Linked DNA regions of Mus musculus: regions 1, 2, 3 and 5 are each linked to region 4. A link is a contact called in public Hi-C and promoter capture Hi-C data. All regions are on one chromosome and are shown on one strand. The core of a region is the stretch at or near the end of the contact, and the rest is flanking DNA. Distances in the headings are between cores, read along the strand shown.

The links. Promoter capture Hi-C pulls out the DNA fragments that hold promoters and counts their contacts. A called contact is a pair of places that touch in the nucleus more often than the background predicts. Capture Hi-C pulls out chosen DNA fragments and counts their contacts.
Region 1: a contact with region 4 is called in a promoter capture Hi-C map of neural stem cells. The contact joins the promoter of Cfap74 here to the promoter of Nadk in region 4. A contact is called at or near these places in 3 of 39 promoter capture datasets (hippocampal neurons, neural stem cells and stem cell-derived epiblast-like cells), 6 of 484 Hi-C or Micro-C datasets (embryonic stem cells, large pre-B cells, nephron progenitors and 1 more), 3 of 115 datasets of contacts at active chromatin or transcription factors (embryonic stem cells and microglia) and 3 of 9 other capture datasets (adipose tissue, liver and pancreatic islet).
Region 2: a promoter capture Hi-C map of liver shows a contact between it and region 4. The contact joins the promoter of Atad3aos here to the promoter of Nadk in region 4. A contact is called at or near these places in 4 of 39 promoter capture datasets (cranial neural crest, embryonic stem cells, erythroid cells and 1 more), 8 of 484 Hi-C or Micro-C datasets (B cells, CD4 T cells, the G1E-ER4 cell line and 5 more), 8 of 115 datasets of contacts at active chromatin or transcription factors (the SCID.adh cell line, effector CD8 T cells, embryonic stem cells and 1 more) and 3 of 9 other capture datasets (adipose tissue, liver and pancreatic islet).
Region 3: a contact with region 4 is called in a promoter capture Hi-C map of liver. The contact joins the promoter of 1500002C15Rik here to the promoter of Nadk in region 4. A contact is called at or near these places in 1 of 484 Hi-C or Micro-C datasets (embryonic stem cells), 3 of 115 datasets of contacts at active chromatin or transcription factors (effector CD8 T cells, extraembryonic endoderm stem cells and pancreatic cancer cells) and 3 of 9 other capture datasets (adipose tissue, liver and pancreatic islet).
Region 5: a contact with region 4 is called in a Hi-C map of liver, with 3 times the contacts expected there. The contact joins the enhancer-like site here to the promoter of Nadk in region 4. A contact is called at or near these places in 3 of 39 promoter capture datasets (hippocampal neurons and liver), 1 of 15 datasets of contacts at CTCF or cohesin (pro-B cells), 18 of 484 Hi-C or Micro-C datasets (B cells, the G1E-ER4 cell line, the HL-1 cell line and 12 more), 4 of 115 datasets of contacts at active chromatin or transcription factors (the SCID.adh cell line, bone marrow-derived macrophages, embryonic stem cells and 1 more) and 1 of 9 other capture datasets (pancreatic islet).

Annotation. Positions count from the first base shown.
Region 1 is chr4:155,407,955-155,410,654 of GRCm38.p6, reverse strand. Cfap74 (cilia and flagella associated protein 74) reads right to left here and starts at 1,415. Exons shown (of 39, transcript NM_001368738.1): 1 at 1,085-1,415. All of the region lies in intron 2 of 5830444B04Rik (RIKEN cDNA 5830444B04 gene), which reads left to right.
Region 2 is chr4:155,759,920-155,762,619 of GRCm38.p6, reverse strand. It overlaps Atad3aos (ATPase family, AAA domain containing 3A, opposite strand), which reads right to left and starts at 1,428. Exons shown (of 3, transcript NR_027972.1): 1 at 1,334-1,428; 2 at 843-1,235. It overlaps Atad3a (ATPase family, AAA domain containing 3A), which reads left to right and starts at 1,522. Exons shown (of 16, transcript NM_179203.3): 1 at 1,522-1,818. The coding sequence starts at 1,617.
Region 3 is chr4:155,733,034-155,735,733 of GRCm38.p6, reverse strand. 1500002C15Rik (a long non-coding RNA gene) reads left to right here and starts at 1,292. Exons shown (of 2, transcript XR_001784583.2): 1 at 1,292-1,349. Ssu72 (Ssu72 RNA polymerase II CTD phosphatase homolog (yeast)) reads right to left here. Exons shown (of 5, transcript NM_026899.3): 5 at 1,855-2,261. The coding sequence ends at 2,160. Tmem240 (transmembrane protein 240) reads right to left here and starts at 930. Exons shown (of 4, transcript NM_001101506.1): 1 at 588-930; 2 at 230-336. The coding sequence starts at 644.
Region 4 is chr4:155,562,526-155,565,225 of GRCm38.p6, reverse strand. It overlaps Nadk (NAD kinase), which reads right to left and starts at 1,411. Exons shown (of 12, transcript NM_001159637.1): 1 at 1,247-1,411.
Region 5 is chr4:155,322,109-155,324,808 of GRCm38.p6, reverse strand. The region is part of intron 4 of Prkcz (protein kinase C, zeta); the gene reads left to right. Among named protein-coding and RNA genes, the nearest start is that of Prkcz, 38 kb to the left of the region's middle. Within about 2 kb of position 1,283, at least 12 of the 459 cell types and tissues checked have an H3K27ac peak or open chromatin away from gene starts, as enhancers often do. A contact at or near this core is called in liver, where this site is marked.

The sequences.
Region 1 (2,700 bases), core at 166-2,665, 150 kb after region 4:
GGAAGCTGATGGGCCGCCTCAGTTCCTCTTAGCCATGGAACGTTATGTTTTTACTGGTTCGGAGGATTGGGACGTTGGGTGTCCCTGGGGCCACTGTACTGCCTGTTCTATCTTTTCTTCTGAGAGGACAGCCCTCTCCTTAGAGAGGGCTGCAGAAACTCTCACTTGTCACAGGAGTTTTCCAGGGTTGCCATAACAAAGTGCTCCAACTTGAATTCTTTACACAACAGAAATGTATTCTGTCAGTCTTGAAGCTCGTCTTATTTATTTTAAAGACAAGAAGGGGAGGGCTTCAAGCTGGGTGTGGTGGCACAGGCCTTTTAGTCCCAGCACTCGGGAAGCAGACGTAGGTACATCTCTGAGTTTGAGGCCAGCCTGGTCTGCAGAGCAAGTTCCAGGACAACCAGGACCATACAGAAAAACCCTTTCTCAAAAACCAATCAAACCATTAACAAAAACTACTGTTCAGGAATAAATTTCTAATCTAAGATAAGCAAAGGTGTGCGGTTACACACGAGGAGAAGTGAGAATCACGGGTTTGTTCATAGTTAACCAGGAGAGGAGGGTACTATGTTATGGGTGAAGACAAGATTCTATTTATTGGCTTGGGTGGGCTTTTGATAAATTGTTTGATAATCAGTTCTTAAATTGTACACAAGAAGGTAGGCATCATTTGTTTGAAGACAATATTCATCAATGAATACCTGAGCAGTCTACTCATTACCTAGCTCACATTACTTACTAGTCCACTCATTACTTGGCCCACAGCACACCTTCATTCAGGGTGTATTTTGCTAAGCATTTTTACCCAGATAAGGGAGTCATTTTATGGAAAAATCAAGCTAAGGAGGCCTATCCACTTGCAATGAAGGGTTTTGTATTTAAAGCCAGGCTGGAACAGCGGGAGGTGACTCTTACTTTCAGCTCTCAGACTGATGCCTGGCTCTTCACCAGCAGGATTGATGCTGACGCTTCATAGGCTGTGGTAACCACGTGACTCACCGCCACGTGTCCACGCAGAAAAGTTACCCCTTGTTCAGCGCATCCTCAGTGCAGCCCCAAGGCTGAAGTCGCCAGTACCCACCTCTCTGGGCAGCCCAGTGATGTCCCTCAGCGATGAGACTTCAGCAAAGGTCCCCCAAGAGTGGGCTGCACTGTTGGCAAACCTCCTCAGGAACGGCTCCTCGGTGGTGGTCCCTCAGCAGCAACAACCTCTCAAGAATGGTCCCTGGCGACTGCCCCTTAGCAACAGCTCCTCACAAATGACCCCTAGAAAGTGGTCCAGTAACTAGGTCGCCTCCCAGAAACAGATCCTCGGCGACGGTTCCTCAGCACTGGCCCCCGCAGAATCAGTTCCTTAAGCCGCTAGACCATGGCCTCTTAACGGCCCGACTGCCCCCAGCCACCGTGGGTCTGAGGCTGCGTAGTTTGGGCGCGCAGCTCCATGGCAACGGAAGGCTGCTTTGGGGTAGCGGGCGGGGCTGAGGCTGCGGAGGGAGAGCTTGTGCGCAGGCGTAGTGCAACAGCGGGGGTAAAGTGGGACGAGCATCGCGGAGGGCAGAGTCAAAGCTGACTGTTGCCCAGACGATTCTCCTGGAGACTGGGGCAGGTGCTCGAGAACTTGTCTAAAGCCAGTTGAAACTTGGGTCAACTGCTTACTTAAAAGACCATTTACGCAGAAGTTAGGATCTCCTGCGTCTCTTGGATCTGAATTCTGGCTCTCCCAGGGCTTTGCAGCCTGTGTTGTGCCCTCTAGGTGGTGACATCTGACTCCTCTGGATAACTCACAGGACTCTTTGGATTGTTTTTGGTCGTTTAAGTTGGCGTGGTCACTAGTCCGGGCAGGAGGTGGGCTCAACAGTGGACAGGACATGTTCCCTTTCCTCAGAGTCGCAGGGATGACTGGCAACTCCTGTAGTTTTGTCTTGGAGATGGAGAACCTTCAGCGTTAAGAAGTCCTCAAAATAATACAGAGCCTGTGGAAATGTCAGTGGAGATTGGTGGGGGGTACCTCTGCACTCCCTTCAGATACTTTGCCTGTGAAATACCACTGCAATACTGTATAGGTGTGTGTGTGGCTGGGGATCGAACCCAGGTGTTCTATAAGTTTAGAGCTTTGTGTATGGAAGCCGGATGTCCTAGTAAAGCAATTTGGGAAAGATAGCCAGTTGGTTTGTAACCTTTAGCTGAGGGAGAATGTGAACTGGGCCTCCTACTCTGGGTTGACCCTGGTATATGGCTGAGCAGAGAGGGTTGTGAAGTAACCATATCCAATACTAATATTTGTGGTATGAAGTATAATCCCCACTATAGTAAAATAAGTGAATAAATTGGTCTTCTCTTTCACGTTGCCTCAAATATTTGTTTACAGGGACAAAACTCTGACTAACACATGTAATTTTCTCTGGGGTATACTATACTCCTCTGTTAGGCTGGCCAAGCCTGTCAGGTATACATTAGGTTTGCCTCCCTTCCACTTTTTTTGTTTTGTTTTGTTTTTTGAGACAGGGTTTCTCTGTGCAGCCCTGGCTGTCCTGGAACTCACTCTGTAGACCAGGCTGGCCTCGAACTCAGAAATCCACCTGCCTCTGCCTCCCAAGTGCTGGGATTAAAGGCGTATGCTACCATGCCCGGCTCCCTTCCACTTTTATCTCAATATGCCAGTTGGGAATCAAGAACCAAAGGATTTCTCAGTTCAAT
Region 2 (2,700 bases), core at 179-2,678, 200 kb before region 4:
CTTGGTCCCTCCTACAGAGGCGGTGGCTTGGCTGTCTCCGTTAGGTTGTGTCACCACTGCTGATTCATGTTTGTTATCCAGACTATCGAACTGGACTGTTAGTGTGTTTGTGAAGTGTATGGGAATGGATGGAGCTGCTGCTGTTAACCTGGGAAATGAACTGTTGATTTTCAGACAACATAGACAGGAGTTGTTCCAAAGAACCATTTCTAAACAGGTCTACCTCCCCCATATCCTTTTTCCACTATCTCTGATGGGTGGTGGGCTATAAGGAAGGTTACAGCACTCAAGAACTATCATTAATAGTAAGATTTTAAAAAATTAAAGTTTTATAAAAAATAAATACGACTAATAACATACCTTCAACTTCCTTTTTTATCATTTAAAATTGCCTTTTGTCCAGTGTTAAAAAACAGTCCAAACAATTCTGTGAACTCAACCGGTTTTATGAAAGATGCCTGGACCCAAGACGCTGACTTTGGTAAATGTGGGTTCCTAGTGACAACTGCCACTGTCCATGCTACCTTCCACTTGCCCAAAGGTTAGGTCAACCCTAGGTCCAGAGCAGGCACCTGGCTCAGCAGGCTCCCAAGGAGCGCTCACTGGCTAACAAGCACAAGCCTGGAGCACCAGCCCTCACTCTAAGTAGCTCCTGAGTGTAATGTACCCTCTGCAGGCTCTGGGAGTCGGCTTGGCTTTCTGGCTTGTACTGCAAAGCAGCAGCATGCCAATAGCCGCCGTGGGTTGCCAAAACACCAAAGAGGATCGGGCTCAAAACACCGCCTGAGCAATCGTAGCAGAATGGTGCAGGATTGTTTGTCAGAGGCGCCCAAGTCTCTGACCTAAGTAACTCTCTTATTCTTATGCACGCTTGGCTGTAGGAGCCGCTGGCCTGGAGACGCTCAAAGCAGCCACAGATATACATGAATCCGGCTCCGAGAAAGCGTGGGGTCACAGCAGGGGTGCCCGGCCGGTCGAGGGGCGCCAGGGACCCCTTCTCTAGTCCTCCCGGCTGGAGGTCTCACCCCGATTACTTCGCCCTTAGTTGCAGTGACCTGAGGCATCTCAAGTCCGGAAAAAATTAGCTCCGGGAGACCCACAGCACCTTCAGGTTTTCCCTTCCTCTTCTGTTCTTTGGGTAGGATTCACAGCAGAAGAGTTCTGACCCTCCGTGGTGTGAGTCCAGTGTCTCTGATCGTCTGTGGGCTCTGTGGCTGGGGCGTCTCCATAAATGCCTATAGCGACAGGTACAGAACGACCCCAGAGGAATAGCACCTTTGCTTAAAAAAAAAAAAAAAAAAAAAAAAGTTTTCTAGGATGAAGGCACACCCACCTCGAAAACTTTGCTCCTATTTGCCTGGTCCAGGAGCTCTGTCCAGTTCCGCCTCCTTAGAAAGCTGGGCAAATCGTGCCACCGACGCCACTGGCGTCCCTATGTCAGCGGCCAATCCGGCGGCTGAGAACGTCTTGACCCTCCTAGGTTTCCGTCGTCCAGAAGGAAGGGGTGTGGCTCGCGCCTGCGCAGTGAGTCGCGCCCGCGGCGCGTGGTGACTGCGAGGAGCCTCGCGAGTCACGCTCCGGTACGGTCCGCCGAGGGCGCGCGGAGCTTGCAGACCATGTCGTGGCTCTTCGGCATCAAGGGCCCCAAGGGCGAAGGCACAGGGCCTCCGCTGCCCTTGCCGCCCGCTCAACCCGGGGCGGAGGGCGGCGGTGACCGCGGGGCGGGAGACCGGCCATCGCCCAAGGACAAATGGAGCAACTTCGACCCGACGGGCCTGGAACGTGCGGCCAAAGCGGCTCGCGAGTTGGAGCACTCGCGTGAGTGCGCGGGCTGGGCTTGGCGGGCCGAGGCCCTGGGAAATGGGAGGTTTCTCTCGGAGGCACTAGCTGCTGCCCTTAGGACTTTGGTCCTCTTGACGTCTTAGCAGCACAGTGGTCGTTCGCAGCCGTACCTTTCAGGTGACCTGAATGGCCGCTTATGGGACATTTGGTCATAGCCGTCCTGCATTGGGGGAGACCCCGATCCTGCCACCCTCTTGCACTTGTAGCTGTCAACACGTAGGTCGTAGGAGAGACCCTGTGCCAATGTTGGCCTTACCTACTTTACTGTTGGGCTTTCTAGCTGCCTCCACGTGGTGCAGGCCAAAAGTCATAGCCAGGTCAGGCGATCCTGTGTTGTGGTAGTTAATAGCAATCTCTCACTTAAAAAGGAGAGAGTAGATGTCGTGTTTACTATTGGATGATAGCATTCCACTGTGGAACGTGAGGTGAGGGTGTCCGTAAAGGTTGATCCTCTCTGAGACAGATTTTAGCATTGATGGATCCCAAAGGCCAGGACTTTTCCCAACAAATGACACATTTTTGTTTTGATGTTGACAGTTTGTGCCAAAGTGTAATGTAAGGTGGATTTTTTTGATTATTTTGCTTTGTTTGTTCTTGTTTTTATAAAGACTGTGCAGCCCTGGCTGAGACTCCTGTAGACCAGGCTGTCAGAGAAATCACAGCTCCACCTGCCACGGCCTCCTGAGGCGTGTGTCACTATGCCTAGCTAGTTGAAATATTTTTAAGAGCCTGCAGGGGGCTGCAGAGATGGCTGAAAGGCTAAGAGCACTTGTTGCTATTGTAGTGGACCTGTGTTCAATTCTGTGCACCTATATGACAGCTCAAAACCTTCTGTAACCCCAGTTTCAGGGCATCCAA
Region 3 (2,700 bases), core at 43-2,542, 170 kb before region 4:
CTGGAGGAAGGAGTTCCTAACAGACTCAGTCATGCTTCCTTTCCCAGGGAGCGGCTGGCTGACCTAGGGTTCCCGTTAGCCACCCCTCCCCCAGCACCTGGCGGGCAGAAGCGGCCCCCATCATCCAGCCAGGCTCTGCGGCCCAGCCTGCTCCGGGCTCACCGGCCAAGTGGGGCCCGCTGCACAAGTGTGATCACGCGTGTAGTGCCTAGAGCCGGGGCGCACTCACCGGCCACAGTTGCAGTGGCAGACGCGGTCCTCGCCCCGCAGGTGCGGGAGGATGTAGTTATGGAATCGGTCCAGCAGCGCGTTCATGTCCATCAAGCACGCGATGGCCTGGAAGAGCCCATGACCGGTCAGGGCGAGGAGTGGGCCGGGCCGAAAGGGGTGCCAAGGGGGAGTACTAGACTGCAGGGGTGGGTGGGTGGGTGGGGAAACGCAGGGCAACCAGGGCGAGGGCAGCGCAAGATCGCAGCGAGGGCAGCGCAGGCCGCACGGGCCGGTAAACAAGGAAGCGAGGTGGGGTAGGCGCGCGCGCGGGCGGGCGGCAGAAGCAGGGGGCGCGCGCGGGAAGCCCCTCCGCTCACCATCACGATCGACGCCCCCAGAATCATGAAGATCATGGTGTTCGCACTCATGGACATCGGGCGGGGCCGGGCCGGGCCGGAGCGCCGCCCCCCGGCCCCGGTGCCCCTCCCGGCCCCGGCCCGATGCTTAGCCCGCGCCGCCTCCGCAGAGGTCAGCGCTCGCGCGCCGGGCCGCCGCGGACCCCGGGGGCAGGCGCGGGCACAGGCAGCCGAGATGTGGGGGCTGACGTGGGGTCGCTCGCCTGTCGCCCGTTGCTGGCAGCCCTCCGCTCCGCCCTCCGGTGCTCCCTGCGCCCGGCTCCCTGCGGTCTGCGCGGCGGCCCCCTCCCTCCTCCCTCTTCCCTCCTCCAGGCTTCTCCCTCCCTCCTTTTCTTCTTCACTATCTCCTCCCTCCTCCTCCTGCCTCCGCCTCCGGGGAGGGACTTCGCCGCCCCGCGCCAGCATCCAGGGGCGAGGTTCTCCACTCCTGTCCCTGTGACGCAGCCCGAGACCCCTCCCCTCCGGCCTCGGCTCCACATTGTGCCCCATGTCATCAGCCTTGGCTCCGGTCTCCCTGCCCAGTGCCGCGCTGGACTGGGCCTTGGCCTGGACCAGGTGGTCGTTTCTGCTCTACTTCCCCAAGTAAGGCCCCTCCTTCTGGTTCTCCGGGTTCCAGAGAGGGACAGGAAGTGTCAGCACCCGCCTCCTCCAGCAAGAAAGTGCCATCAGAGGAGGGGCCTGGAAAGTCAGAGGAACCAGGGACTAATGACTACATGAGCAGAGGTAGGAGGGCAGGAGGGTAGGCGATACGGATGCGATGCGGAATGGGCCAAGTATGCCATAAAGATCGTGGCAGTTGTGGGAAAGACTAGGCGATTTCTGAGGAGGAAGGGGTGCTGGAACAGCTGCCAGCGTCTATGATCCTCTTGTGGCTGCCGGTCATGCTGGGATTGAGTCCCAAGCCCTGTGCTGGCCACAGAGCTGACAACAGAAGAACCAACCCTGCCCTGTGTTGGAAAGCAGGAAGAGGACAGCTGACCTCCAGCCCCCCAAGTCCAGACCCCACTGTATCTGAAGGTTCCAACAGGAGTTCAGTTATATCAGCTCACACAGGCCCTGAGCTGTTAAGGCACCAGGGTCCGGCCCTACTTCTCAGAAGGGTGCTCTCAGGTTTATCACAGGGTTGGACTCAATGGCCGAGTAGTCTCTTCCTCAGCAGGGAGTCAGGCCAGGAATTCAGGACAAACCAAAGACTTCTAGCAGCACCTATTTTGTGGCAATTCCAAGGTTTTTTTTCCCCTTAATAAGACAGCCTGTTGCTTTATTTAGGTTTCTGTACAATTCAGCAGTGGAGAGAAAAGGGCCAACAACAGACACTTGCTGTAGGCTGTAGAGTAAACCATCTTTATTTCTTTTGGTTAAAAACAATGGATTTGAATCTGGCATTTCTGCGTACGTCTCATTCCATATGTACAGTACATTGATGATGTACACCTAGCAGTAAAAACAAATATCTGAAAGGAAAACACACTGAAAAAGTGGCTTCAACAAAGGTGGCTGTGCAGGGCAGGCCATGCACCGAGCACAGGAGGCTCAGTAGAAGCAGACAGTATGCAGAAAGGCCCGGCCACTCTTCTCCTCGAACTCCTGCAGCAGCTCGTCGATTTCATTCTCCATGTCCTCAGTGTGCTGGATCTGGGAAAAGCACGGCCTTGAGTGAACCCGGGCATTGTGACGCGCCTTCCCTGACCCTGCCCTCCACTGATCTTCACTTCTGCAGGGACCCAGGCTTCAGGATAGCTCCCTCACAGCCTGTTCCTACCAGACATATACAACATATCATAGGAGTACCCCATATTGGGAGTGGGACGGCTAGATTCAAAGGGAGGCCTGGACCCCAAGGCTGGAACTCAGGTTCTGTTCTCAGGCGTCGTAGGTACATGAAAGCCTCATCAACCAGTGCTATCCCAAATCTGCAATGAGTGAAGTGAGGCACACAGATACCGGCATGCATTTTCCTACAGTCGTCCAGTGTGAATGCTGACTATGCTTTGTGCACTGCAGCATCAACTTCACATCTGGCCTCCACCCTCCAGACACCTATTGGTTCTTCTCCTGGTTGTGAAAACTTAAA
Region 4 (2,700 bases), core at 162-2,661:
TGCTTCTCTCCATCTCCAAGTGATGCCTAGAGAGCTAAACTATTCATTTAAGTACTGCTGTTTTATCTGTTAGCCACTTCTACCCAAAAGGAGGGGTGGGGGATGGATTGTGGCTCAGTGGGACAGCACTTGTGTGAGGATCTGGGCTGGACCTGTAGCACTTCAAACAAGATGAAAAAGAAAAAAAATGAATAAAACTGCATCGTTTTTAATAAATAAATCTACAAAGAAGAAAATGCAGAAGCATTCTGAGATGCCACCTCCAAATGAAGAAGCTACCTGGTCATACTGTATATTGGCACCCGTGGCTGTCCCAGAGCCCAAGATGGGCAGTGTAAGTCACAGTGAAGTCACTGCTGAGGACAAATACGTTCAGAGGGAAGGTGCCGTGCTTTTAATTACCAAGGCGAGGATGCCAGCTTTCCGGCCCGTGGAAACTGACAGTGATACATGAAACCAATGAATATAAGTTTGAATAACACTCTTCTCAAGAGGCAAGCCAAACGAATAAGTTTTGAACCAAAACAGAGAGTTTCCCAAACAAGAAAGGAAAAACAAGTCGCTATTCAGAATCAATGCCAGGAGAAAGCCCATTGCTTGGGAGAGCTGGAAAGAGACGCCGGATCTTGGCCAAGCAAAGGCAGATCCTGGGACTGCGCTGGGCACGCCCTGTTCCCATAACGAAGAAACCTGCCAGAGGCCAAGACAAGCGGCCTGTGAGTGTGACATCCTGAGAGGCAGCAGCCTCTAGGAACATCTCCATGGACTCTTCAGGACTTTGGAAGCTCCTGGCAAGTACTGGATACCAAGTTTACGATGGGGTTTTGGAGAGTTTCACACCTCGATTGCTTACAAAACGCTCGTCTGACTACTTTGCCCACATGCCAAGGTCTCTGGCGCTTGCTAAGGCCCCACTGGAAGACCAATGGAGCCGATTCGGCTGCGGTGCTGCGCGCTGAACTGGCTTAGAACAGAACGGCGGCCTACATGGCTTCTCCCGGGACCCGAACCTCTGACTCGTCCCCCTAAACCCAAGGCCGGACCAGATCTTCAGACCTGTCCCTTAGGCTCCTTCCCCGAGACCACGCGTCATCCTGGCTGCAACCCACGTTCGGACGCAGGGAGGCGCGTCAGAGCCACCAGCGCCCGGCCTCGGGCAGGTGGGCAGGGCCGGCGCCGTGACCCTGTCTTCACGGGTCCCGGCCAGTGACGCCGGGCAGAGGGCGACCCCAGGCCCCGCACTCACCGTCGGCTGCCGCGCGCCCGCGTGGACGTCTACATGCTGGGCCGAGCAGGCGGTCCCTGCTGCCCTACTGCTACCTGGCTCTCAGCGACCCAGCCGCCCGCCACCCCATGGCCGCTCGGTCCAGAGACCGGCACCACCAAGCCCCGCTGCGCCGCGGCTGTCAGTGCGCAAGCGCAGCCCGCACGCATGCGCTGCAGGGCACGTGGGGAGAGCGGCGCAGCCGCACCTACACAGGCGTGCACGCAAACTTCGGGTTTTTCAAAACCCTTTGTAGGCCAAGGATCAGAGGCTGGGGGGTGGGGTGGGGGGTGGGAGACGTGAAGAGGGAGGGGCGAGGCAAAGGGGAGGCGGGGCCGAGAGGAAGTGGGCGGGACACAGGAGTAGGAGGCGGGGCAAAGGAACTGAAACAGGGCATAGCGGAATGGGATGGGGACAAGGAGCGGAAGACAGCACGGGGGGGTGGGGCCAAGGTTGGAGAAAGGGGAGGGGCAGACGGGTAGGAGAAGGGGCAGGCAGAGTGGGAGGGACAGGTCGCAAGAGGGCAGAGCTGGAAAGGGACGGAACTAAGGAGACTAAGCCGGAGGGAAGGGGAAGATCGGGAGAGTGGGCGGGGCCAAAGGGTGGAGGAGTCGGGGCGGAAGGGGAGGCGGGGCAGAGGGTGAGGGAGAAAAAAAAGAAAAAAAGAAAAAAAAAAGAGTAACCGAGGAGGGGCAAAAAGCTCAGTCCCAGCAGCAACAGAGAAAACCACCAGATTCTCTCCCTTTTCTTTCTTTCTTTCTTTCTTTCTTTCTTTCTTTCTTTCTTTCTTTCTTTCTTTCTTTCTTTCTTTCTTTCTTTCTTTCTTTTGCCTCCTTGCCTCGCGGTCTGATCTTTATTCCTGTCCTACGTCACACTCAGTTTGCTTTTTGCTGGCGAGGTCTCCAGGACCATGTGGACAACGCGGGCCAGCTTTGTGGGAAGGTGGGCTTCGTGCCAGGCTCCTGTTCCCACGTTGTTCTTAATGTCCAGCGCATGGACCTGGTATCTTTCAGAAGCAGAACTCGGGTGACAGCGCTCATATGGCTCTCAGGCCCACCAGCAGTGACCTGACACCCTTTGGCAACTGGCAAGGACTTGAGCCTGAAAGTAACAAACCTGACAGCTGGTTGATACAATGGTTCACTACTTTAATCCCAGAGATGAGAGCTCCGGATTTCTAGGAATTCGAGGCCAGCCAGGGGTACCATAGTTAGAGACCCTATCTCAAAAAGAAAAACAAAGTCTTGATAGTTGAGAAGCGACTGTGTAAATAGCGTGCCTCACCCACAGCTGTAAGGAGGGAAAGAGGGAGGCCACCGACTTTGTAGCTGAGCCAGGGATATGCTGAACTGGTGGACATGCTCGTGCATTGATATCCACCAGTGTGCACAGTGCACCAGTAGGTGTTTTCGCAGTCCCGACTCCCAGCACTGTAG
Region 5 (2,700 bases), core at 34-2,533, 240 kb after region 4:
TGCTATCCTAGCTCTAAAAAGATTTCCAGAGTTCTCCGGTCATCCTCCCAACCCCACAGTCACGAGGAAGGACTGCCCCTGAGGTGAGAGCAATTATCCAAGATGTGAGTCTGCGCCTGGAGCAGGAGACTGTCTCACGTGAGCCAGACTGCTCCCCTCAAGCAACAAGAACTTCTCCATCCTCACCTTGCCGAGTCAGAACCAAGATAATGATCAGCCAGACCACACCCCACCAGAACAGCTTAATTATACGTGTCTTTTGCCCCTGCCCTACTTAAACCTAAAGCTATGACCTTGACCTGGAGATAGCTTGAGGTCCCTGTTTCTCTTTGAGGTTATCTGTTTCTCTCCCCAGTGTGCATTTTTATTAAATCTCTGTTTACTTGTGTCTGCACTTAGCATACCAGGACAGCCGGCCATGCCTACCCTGCTAGGGCTCCCAAAGCCACAGCTTTTTCCTGGAACTCCAGTCAGATTTCTACTCTGCTGTCATTACTGGGCACACAAACAAGGAAGATTGTGACTTGTGATTTTGCTTGAGACGTGGACTCATGGGCCAGCTGATTGATGGTCCTCTCCTAGGCCCCACGGTACCCAGAGCAAGTGCCTAGATCCCCAGTATCACTGCAGCATTTGCATATTAGTCGTTTGTATTGTAGAAAAACACCCCAAGAAAGCAACTGATGGAAGGACAGTGTACATTGGCTCCCAGTTTGAGAGAACACTGTGTCATATTTGGGAAAATGTAGCGACAGGAACCTAAGGCAGCTGGTCACATTGTATCCAGTCAAGCAGGAACCTGAAGCAGCTGGTCACATTGTATCAGGTCAGGAAAGGGAGAGCGTCAGACCGCTGCCTGCAACTCAGTCCACTCTCTCCAGGACCTTAGCCTACTGAATGATGCTGCCCACATTTGGGGTAAGTCTTCCTACCTCAGCCTAACTTAGGAAATCCCTCACAGATGTGCCCAGAGGTTTGTTTCCAACCTAAATCATGTCATTTAGAATCATCAAGAGATTCTAAATCACATCAAGTTGACAATCAAGGAATATTCCACATGTTCCATTGCACCCAACTGAACCTTCTCCTATGTTCTTGTGGTCCTTCTCTTTGATCTAGTGAGAGTATTTATTTATTGCCTGACAGTTATGGCTGTGGCCAGGGCTTGGTCCACTGCCTGGAGTTCCCTGAGTAAATATTGTCAGGGGAAGGGGCATCCAAGTCAGAGAGGCCAGAGTGAGACTTCACCTGGACCGAATCTCTGGCCTTTAGACTCCTGCCTCCCAGAGCACTTGCCTAACGGAGCTATGGTGGCCATGAGTCTGTCTCTGCGACTGTCTCTGAGGGCAGTATTATGGCTCTCTATCCTTATCTCACCTATTTGGCTTTGTCTCTCTTATCCAATCTGGTGGTGTTGGACTCAGTGTGCCCAGGAGGTACAGGACAGCATCTTAGGTCTCAGTGTTCTGATGACATCAGAGGCTGATTTTTATTCAAAGTAGCTGCTGCCAAGCAGCTAAGAATAGGAGTGCCCCTGTCTGGCTGACCCTACTTCTGCACACTCTGACCTTGGGCAAATAACCTTTGTACTCTGAGCCTCATGTGTGAACACAAATAACTTAATTGATTGGGATTCCTAAGGCTCAAGTGAAACAATGTGTAAAAGTGCCCAGCCCCAAGCCAGTCTTTAATTAAAACTTGTCCCCAGTGCTTGGGGTCATCTACCCCCAAGGCACTTCACAATAATTCCAAAGTAAAACCAGACCTGCGATGTTGAAATAGTGGCTGTGGGGCAGCTAGCTACACTTGGGGTACAGAATGGGGTGGTGGGCACATGGGAATCTGCTCATTTCCACAGTAAGAGGGGAGAGGGGCTGCGGATGTCAGGCAAGTCCACCCTGACCCTGCTGTGATCACAATCCCTAACCAAGTTACCATGTAGTCCCAGGATTGTTCAAAACAGGTTCCTGGGGTGCTGAACTCTCCCCGAAACTGGATGTTCATGGGCCAGGCTCGCTTGTGGGCTGGACAGGGGCTTCTATGCTGGAAGCTGCTATTTCTACAGATATTACTTACGTACTGTAGCATTTGGGCTGGGAGAAAAATTAACTTGCTATAGGCATGCAGAATTACACTATGCAGGTCATCACAGAGGTTGGAACAAACAGCGAGTAGTTTTGACACTGTGTCTCCAGCAGCATCCTGACTGACAGAGGGCAGGGCTGTGGTAAGTGCAGGTACACAGGCAGCAAATTCCGATCTCCTTTTCCAACACTTTGCATGTGTGTGGGGTGGGCTAGGGAGGGTAGTAGGTAGGTAGGTATTTGCACCATTCCCAGTAGGGCACACTCCAGATGTGCCTCAGGCTTGACATGATAAATAAAGCTGCATCCAAGGACAGATACAAGTCACAGCTGAGAGATGGCAGGTGTTAATTTCCAACATCGGGTCTCCACTCCTGGCCCTAGAACAACTTCTGGTCAGTTCGATGAAAGTGTCTGAAGCTGCTGCAGGTGCTACCACATCGTTCCACTCAGCCGGCAAAATGGAGCCTGATCCTCGAGGTGGTAGTAGAATGCTTGCTGCTGTGACCTAGGGGTTTCAGTGCTCTGGACCTGGCCGTTACACTGCCACTTCTGCTTTGTCGCTTAGATGGAGTGTGGCCTAGAAGCTTCCTCGTCCCCCAAACATCGGAGGGAG